3 separate regions of the Anser cygnoides genome follow, and all the other regions are linked to region 2. The links are chromatin contacts, called in public Hi-C maps. All regions are on one chromosome and are shown on one strand. The core of a region is the stretch at or near the end of the contact, and the rest is flanking DNA. Distances in the headings are between cores, read along the strand shown. Region 1 has its middle 17 kb from the start of CYP7A1. Region 2 has its middle 74 kb from the start of BPNT2. Region 3 holds the start of CYP7A1 (cytochrome P450 family 7 subfamily A member 1).

Region 1 (2,760 bases), core at 6-2,505, 370 kb after region 2:
GGGATTCAGTTCAAAGATTAGGACACTTAAATGTAGGTATCTGCCTCCATGCATTTACCTGTGGGCAATGTGTCCAACTACCATTACAGTCAGTGGAGGTTTAGGGCTTCATTAGGCTGCCAACCCACAGGCCCCTGAAGTCTTGAGGTCTCTAAGACACCATGAAGTTGACAGATATGACAATTGACTTAACGGGATCCACATACCTTTATGAAGTGAGCCTGGAGATGGGATACCACAGGGCATTTGAAATGGCTTTGGATACCTGACTGTCACTCTGGCTCTTGGTCATTCTGAAAATAGCACTTCACACTTTTTTAAATTTTATTTTCCTGTAGTCTTGGGCTGCACAATTTGATGTTTTGTTTTTCAGACTATGTCATAAATTTCAATCTCTCTCTGTATATGTGACACTCAGTTTTTTCATTCCCTTCTTGTATGTTCACCATATATTCATTGCCAAATCTATATTACACTGTAGTTACAAACTTGAAGTAAAGGTTGTTGACTTATTAAAAACACCTGCCTGAAAAATATAATAATTATAGCCATGGATAAGTATAGCAAGCAATGAAAATTCAGTATTCCCTCAGTTACTTCTTGTTGTCCAGCATATTTTTAACAATACAATAGATTGTAATGATGGTTACACAGTGCTGCTGATAGCTGGCATGTGTTTTATTTGGCAGGCTCCATATATATTATTTTCTGGACATTTTTACTGGTAGTCCTCTGCACAAAGGTTCAAGGCTGGTTGACAGTGCAGTTTGGTGTGCTGATCTTTAGTGATATCTGTAGTAGTGGAACACCTTAATAAATGCTGTTCAAGGCCAGTTTCCAAGGCTGAACATTATCACCTAATAACTTTGATCAGAGTGGTCACAAATATTTGCTTAAGTACATGCATGTGAATTCGGTCTGCAGTATTTTATTTACAGCAGTAACTGCTTGGAACAGGCTCTGTCTGAGATCTCATCTGGAAATCTAGGTTCATGGTTTCCACTAAAGTGGTGCTCTTACTGGGCTCTCCTCTTGTTGTACCTCCTGATAGTCCCCCTGTCTCTCATTCCTCCCCTTAACCTTTTGTTCTCCCTTTCTGTTTCATTTCCTAATACAAGCTTACTTCAGTCACGATCATGCCACATTCCTTGCTCTCTTGCTTCCAATCTTGCAGAACAAACCATTTAAAATCTCAGTCTGGAGTACTGCCTAAGTGCTGCTCGAGCTTCCCATCAATTGAATTTACACTTGCTTCATCCAAGTGACACTTCCTCCTAATGTCTTTAGCCAGGTCAAATCTCAAAACCAATACCTCACCCTCAACCTTGGTCACCCATTGCCAGTCTCTGCCACAGTCAGCGGTGCTCCTCTTCTTAAAATGCTGTCTCTGGGCTTCTGCATAATTGCTGTTAAGATACAGCCTTTCCTACCCATCCTCTGGACAAAACATTCACCCAGGTGCTCCTTTCTAGCTCTTTTGTCACTGCTGCAATTTTCTAGTGCTCTCCTGTCCTACTACAATCAATTCATATTTTTGCTGCAAAGGTCTTTTATACTGTGATCCCTCCACTTTTGCTGCCTCCTTCTGCACTCTATGTAGCACCAAGGATAAACTGCTCTTTTTTCACTTTCGAGTAGCTTCATAGCTTCCTCCTCACCTATCTGTCATCTGCTATCTTGTGTTCTAGACCTGACCTGATCAAGATGCTTTCGGTGTTGGTGATGAACTTAACATTAGCCAACCTGCTGGTCTATTCAGACCACTAGCTGGCATGCAGACAAACCCTACCTCATTGTTTCCTTGCCCTCCACTAGACGGATGCTTTTCATCTTCTCTTTTCCTTAGACTGTGACCTCCTTGGGAATAGTGGTTTTATTCTCTGTTTGTATAACTCTTACTACAAAGTCCTGATCTGTGTGGCAATAATAAAACAACGGTAAAAACATTCTGAGTGTGTAGGCCAAGGAATAAGCATGTAACTTGTGCCACCATTTAACTTTAGAAACTACTCCTGGGGTGAGACCGGGCTTGCCCTTCAGCCCTAGACTCTGCTCTGCCTGCACTGGGAGCCTCAGCAGTCAGCTTGGGTACTCTGAATTGCAACCTGGCATCTACCTTCTGGTGGTACAAACCTAACATCAGGCACCTGCAGATAGCTCTGTGGCATAGCATATCACAGAATCACAGAATCATTTAGGTTGGAAGAGACCTCCAAGATCACCTAGTCCAACCTCTGACCTAACACTAACAAGTCCTCCACTAAACCATATCACTAAGGTCTAAATCTAAACGTCTTTTAAAGACCTCCAGGGATGGTGACTCAACCACTTCCCTGGGCAGCCCATTCTAATGCCTAACAACCCTTTCAGTAAAGAAGTTTTTCCTAATATCCAACCTAAACCTAAACCTCCCCTGGCAAATATCCACTGTATCCAGTATTTTTGTATCCAGCACTCAGATCATCTGACTATGATTTCTTCAGATTCTACAGAATTGCTAATTTTTATCATATTATCAAATTTCAGGAAAAGTCACTTGACAGTGTACTGGTATTATGAGTCATAGTTAGCAGAACCCATCTAATTGACTGTTGGTTGCATTGTTAATGGCTTCCCTTATCATTTTTAACATCATCTTTTAGCCCTTATAAGAACATTATTCCTTGGTTTAAGTTCTTCTAGCTAGGAAATAAAATAGCAATGAGATGAACCAGTTCAATGTGGAGGGTATGTTTTCAGATAGCCTCTCCTTGACTGTTC
Region 2 (2,794 bases), core at 51-2,550:
AACTGAATAATCATTTATTTTCATCCACTCACTAAGTTCTCTGTTAGGTTCCTCTTTTTACCTAAAAAGTATGTCCCAGACAAGAGCTGTCCTTCATGTTGCGCAGAGACACTGACGTGCTAATGATGCTGTAGTCTTAGTGTTCTTCCAGGAAAAGTACCTGGACCTTCTAGTCATTGACCCTTAGAACCCAGTCAGGTACTCAAAGGTGATTCTGCCCCCCAGTAAGTTGTACAATGTGGTGAAAAATGCCCAGGAGCAGAAATACCCCCAAGAAGTTAACCACCTGAAAGGGGTCATAGACCTTATGTTCAGCACACTGGAGCAAGCAATGGCCTGTGAGCTGAGGCTGAAAGGAAAGGATAAAGAAGAAAAGACCTTCAATAGAGAAAAGGTGTCTGCCTTGAAGGTTCAAGTTTTTCTGTGTTGATTTGTTTTAGATATAGGACTTACCCAAACCTGCAAGCTTGACTCTTCTGCCCTGGAGGTGAATGCCTGACCTGCCCAGAGCTGCTATTGATCTGTTTGAGAGTCAGAGCCTCAAGTCTGAATCTCAGAGCATGACTAGAAACAGGTAGTGAATAATTAAACCTTTCTCAAATATACATCTTTCCCTGAACTACTGTTTTTTTAATGGTGATTTCCAAATTTTTCTTACTCTTCACTGATTTCTCCTTTCTTTCAGTGACTTTATGCTGCTTGGATTTTCCTGTTTTGCAAGAAGTTCCTTAATTCCCTTTTTAGTCCTCATCTCTCTTTTCTCTCTTTTTTTCTCTCAATCCCTCTCTTTCTCGATCACTGGTCCTCGGGCTGTTTATCACCTTCAAAAAACTCAGGCTTCAAATCCCTCCCTCCCCCACCTTCCTTCTCTCAGGTGTTACAGATTAGGTTAATCCAATAACCAATGGAACCTGATGCATGTTTAGAAAACTAGCTCTAACTGCTTTAATGTGTTTAATTAAGAAGTCCCCAAACCCTTAGCTGAATTCTGACAGCAAATACACCAAATGAGTTTATTCATGTGATTGCTGTAAGAATTCCTGAAACTTGGCAGAGGAGACCTGGGCAGGTATTGTCCATTTATGCTGGTACTGTTCCTGAGATACCTTTTTAGAAGGTGATGCCATGGATCATCCTGCCTTATCTTAGTTTCCCCAAAACATTTTCTACCTTGAATTCTGCTCCATAAGTGATCACCACAGTGTCAGTGCCAGGCTGGATGCAGTTGGCTACTTATGTGTTAACCACAAGGTCATCTAAATATTGCTCTGAGCTACTCAACATGCAGGAGAGGTTCTTCAGATCTGCTCTCATCCATGCAGGTGCAGAAGGCAGCTAACTATTACCATCTGCTCTCTGGAACTGAGTTTGCATGGAGAGCCAGAAAACAGACACCTGTTTGGAAAAGGAACGCACAATAAATCATTGCCAAATTATGTTGCAAGAAGGGTATGAGTGAACAAAAAAGTGAAACAGGAGACAGACAACTTCCACATTAACAGAAAAATAAGTAGGGTAAGAGGGACAACATTGTTGGGGTTGTAAATGGTATGTACAGTCAGGAAACTGGAAACTCATTTGTAAAGTTCAAGGGAAGGCGCATGATAGCGCTGTGTTCCCTCTGAGGTCATAGCCAGTTTACATTATCTACTGGGGAAGTGCTGTTTGTTCAGCTTTGACTGAACCATGAGTAAGTCTACATTGGGCTATTAGTTTTCCATGGGGTGCTTTATCTGATTTCATTCCTGACTTTGGTTTCTTGATCTGCTACCATTGCTACAGATTCACTGCGGGTTTGTCACTTCTGCTGAGCGACTTCTGCCACCTCTCTTCATTCTTGCAGGAATGTGCCTTCACACCTGGCAAGTGTCCTCACTACTTCACTAACTGCATGCAACACAACCATGAGAAGGGGCTTGTGCAGTTAGAAACTAGACTTGCCGGCAATCCGTTCCTGATCACAATATGAAAGTGAACTAAAATTACTTTTAATTCAACCCCCAGTATTTTCTGATAAATCCTGATAATACGGATCTTGTTTATCAGCTTGGATCTACTCAGGTTCAGAACACCATATAAACATTTATTTAAATATCTTTTCACGTCAGTTACTTTTGTGAAATTTAAGCATGTGCTTCAAGCTAAGTATTGTCCAAAATGCTGCCTTAGACTCAATTTCCTACTTTCTGTTTCACTGTTCATCTTCATCTTTTCATGCTTCATCTTTTCAGTCACCACTACGTCTTTGATTTTCTAAAATTAAAGTGAAACAAGCCATCTCCTCTCCAGGACATTGTGTTGTGCTCTGTGAAGTTTTCCTTGATCCACGTGGCCTTATTCTTCTGTTTTACTTCCACTTGTTAACATAGACTTTAAACACAGATCAAACAATGATAAATCTTAAAAGGAGTATATCGATAGCTATAAACTACAATACACAAGTGTATGTTTAATATCTCAGGTTACCTGGTATCTCAAGATGAGGTGACTCAGGAGAGGAAGTCACTAACGGAGCATCAAGGTTATTTAAAGCCAGTTTCCTTGTGTGTGCTGTTCCTTCGTTGTGGAAGGCACATCATTATACCATAATTTAGGCTTGATTTCATAAATAGAGCTTTGGCTTTCTCTCTGATTCAGTCTTTCCCTACTTCACATTTTCTGAGCATTTCCTGCCAAGCTGCATTTTTCTCCCTTAGCAGATCGGTCTCTGCTGTCTCCTGGTTTCTTTTACACCAAGTCCCTTTAGGCACCATATCACTTCTGAGCTACACCTCCCTTTGAACAGTGGAGAAGC
Region 3 (2,876 bases), core at 22-2,521, 390 kb after region 2:
TTCTATCGTATACAAAAAAGAATAACTTTAACAGTCTGTATTATGATAAGCATAACAAAACACAGTTTGACTTTGTCACATTTCTTTTCCCTAGATCATGAGTTTATTTTTTATCTACTTACATGCAGCATTGTTGCCACTAGCTAACATGCACAGATACTTAATTGCCCCATAAATAAATAATCTTTCCCACTAACATTGTCTGAAACATTTTTGGCAATGGTATTCACAAATCAATTTGAACACCAAAGAGAATAGCCTTTTGAGTGTAGAAAGGTTGTTATTATTGGCATATCCCATTTGGACCAGGTCCTGCTGAACACAGTGGGAATTTGGCCATGATCTTCAGTAAGCATAAGATTTAGTCTTTCGAGCAAAGCGTCATTAAGAACATGCTTTATGTTAAGCATATGCTTAAAATGAAGCATATGCTTAAATTATATTTTTTATTCCGACAGTCAGAAAACTACTCCCCTGCATACAGTCACTGTGGCTGCTAAAATAACTTTCAGATAATAATTTGGTTCTTCTACTATGTTGCTGGTGGTTATTATTATATGAACTTAAATATTTTCACCTTTTTATTAAACTTTTTATAATAAAACAAGAAAAGGACTGATGAAAACTATAAAATTACAACAGAAAAGCAAATAACTTTTTCTGAATAACTAGTTAAGATAGATGGATAATATGAAAATTTTTGTAAGTTGGTATTAAGCTATAATTAGATAGAAGTAGGTATTAGCTGCAATTAGAATGCAGGTAAAGCTATAGCCCAGTACTTTAGGAAATCAGAACATGTATATTAATATTTTAATTTCCTCATTTGTGCATAGATTAGTATCAACACATGCCTAGGCATTAACTCACTGTTATTAAAAGCCTGTATGGACAAGTTCTGTTGTAACATAAACCTCTCAAAAGACCAAAGTACCTTGTTGCCCATGTTATCCTGCATTTATCTACCTGCATTTATCCACCTGATAAACTTAAGGTTATACTAATTTTAGGCACATACACAGCATGTTTGTCAGAAGTAAATACTTGGTATACTGAGATACATTTACAAACAGATTCCTTACCTCCTCCTCCTCCCTAGAAGAAACCAAAAAGTGCAACAGAGTATTATTACTATTCCCCAGATCCATGATGATATGAACATTTCTGGCTGTACACAAAATCTTCCAGGTGGACAACCTGGTAACTACCAGTATGGCAGAAATGGTGACTGAGAATGATACAGACGACAGGTCACATCTTATATACAGTAGGTGCACGACTGTATTTAATGGCACTCAGTCAACCTTGCAAGCTATTGATTAACCTTTTCTGGACATAGCCCACTTTGTCTCTGTTCTGACATCTTTCTGCAGACCACTTCACTGGATTGATGCAGACAGTTGCAGACATGGCCTTGAGCTGATATCGGGTATCAGTAGTGGTTCCAAAGTAATCAAACAGCTGTAATAGTTGATAATTTGAAGGTCTCTCAGGTGTGTTTTGATCTATCCTGCAGATTTACCAATTACAGTCTATAGTTCAAGTTTAGCAATAAATCAAATGGCTGCTGACAGGTGTCCAGTGGATTCAGACTGGGCTAAATGGTGGCTGCAGATCGTGTTGTCCTTTGGCTGCCAGCCTGTCCATCCCTTCTCTTCTCCTTTGTGTGGACTGACCTGGCTCTGGTGTGCTGCTGCAAGAGGGACAGGGAGAGGTTTGGCTGTGGGTAAAAGGATGGACTTGCTCCCTCTAACAAAGTTTCTCTAGCAGAAAGGGAAACATGGGTTTTCTATAATGCAGAGCAAGAGAAAACAGATTTGTATGATCATACTGTATTTTTTTTCCCCTCAATGCCCTTCTTGGATCTCCAATTCACCCTTTACTTTTCCATTTAATACTTCTGTTTTCTATCTTTGACTCATGCTGTACAGCACAGCACCAATTCAGCTAATTTTATAGCCTAGGAATATGGTCTCTGGTCCTATTTCCCAGAAGCTCTGAAAAATGTATTGAATTTTCAGCACCCAGAGGACAAATCCTCCACCCCACCCCACCCCCTTTTTTTTTCTTTTTCTGTTTTCTTTCTGATTGACTCCTTTCTTCCTAAATATATCCCTATATACTCATTTTCTCTGATCATTCACATTGAGTTCTGCCGTAGATCAAGATATTCCATCACCTCTCCTATGAGGAGAGGCTGAGAGAGCCAGGACTGCTCAGATTGAAGGAGGCTCAGGGGGGATCTCACCAATATCTGTAAACACCTGAAGGGAGGGTGCAAAGAGGACGGAGCCAGGCTCTGTTCAGTGGTGCCCAGTGCCAGGACAAGAGGCCATGGGCACAAACTGGCACGCAGGAGGCTCCCTCTGAACATCAGGCACCACTTCTGTGCTGTGCTGTGACTAAGCACAGGTTGCCCAGAGAGGTTGTGGAGTCTTCTCCTTGGAGATCTTCAGAAGCTGCCTGGGCATGGTCCTGGGCAGCCTGCTCTGGGTGTCCCCGCTTGAGCAGATGGCCTCCAGAGGTCCCTTCCAGCCTCAGCTGTTCTGTGATTCTGTGATACCCTGTCCATACATTGCTAAGATGTTTCTAATTCTCCATCTAACCAGACACTTTCGCTCTGACGTTTGCTTTAATCAGATATCACAAATCCTGGCATTGTCCCACTGCTGTATTAATAGAAATCGCCCACAAACTTCCTCTACTTATCTCATGCACTGCTCTGAATTCTAATTGCACTTTCCTCACTCCTCTGATTCCACACCTTTCTGTTTTAAAACTCAAAACCCTTTCAATTTCTTAACTCACAAGCTTCAAGCCTTTCCCTTGCCTACCTCTATCACTATGAACACAAGAGATTACAAACCAAGATGCAT

The links. A called contact is a pair of places that touch in the nucleus more often than the background predicts.
Region 1: a Hi-C map of liver shows a contact between it and region 2, with 2.5 times the contacts expected there. The contact joins two enhancer-like sites. A contact is called at or near these places in 2 of 7 Hi-C or Micro-C datasets (both in liver).
Region 3: a Hi-C map of liver shows a contact between it and region 2, with 2.2 times the contacts expected there. The contact joins the promoter of CYP7A1 here to the enhancer-like site in region 2. A contact is called at or near these places in 2 of 7 Hi-C or Micro-C datasets (both in liver).

The regions. Positions count from the first base shown.
Region 1 is chr2:123,862,011-123,864,770 of Taihu_goose_T2T_genome, forward strand. No RefSeq gene overlaps it. Among named protein-coding and RNA genes, the nearest start is that of CYP7A1, 17 kb to the right of the region's middle. Within about 2 kb of position 1,256, at least 1 of the 3 cell types and tissues checked has open chromatin away from gene starts, as enhancers often do. A contact at or near this core is called in liver, where this site is marked.
Region 2 is chr2:123,487,566-123,490,359 of Taihu_goose_T2T_genome, forward strand. No RefSeq gene overlaps it. Among named protein-coding and RNA genes, the nearest start is that of BPNT2, 74 kb to the left of the region's middle. Within about 2 kb of position 1,301, at least 2 of the 3 cell types and tissues checked have open chromatin away from gene starts, as enhancers often do. A contact at or near this core is called in liver, where this site is marked.
Region 3 is chr2:123,878,783-123,881,658 of Taihu_goose_T2T_genome, forward strand. It overlaps CYP7A1 (cytochrome P450 family 7 subfamily A member 1), which reads right to left and starts at 1,272. Exons shown (of 6, transcript XM_013185866.3): 1 at 1,083-1,272. The coding sequence starts at 1,162.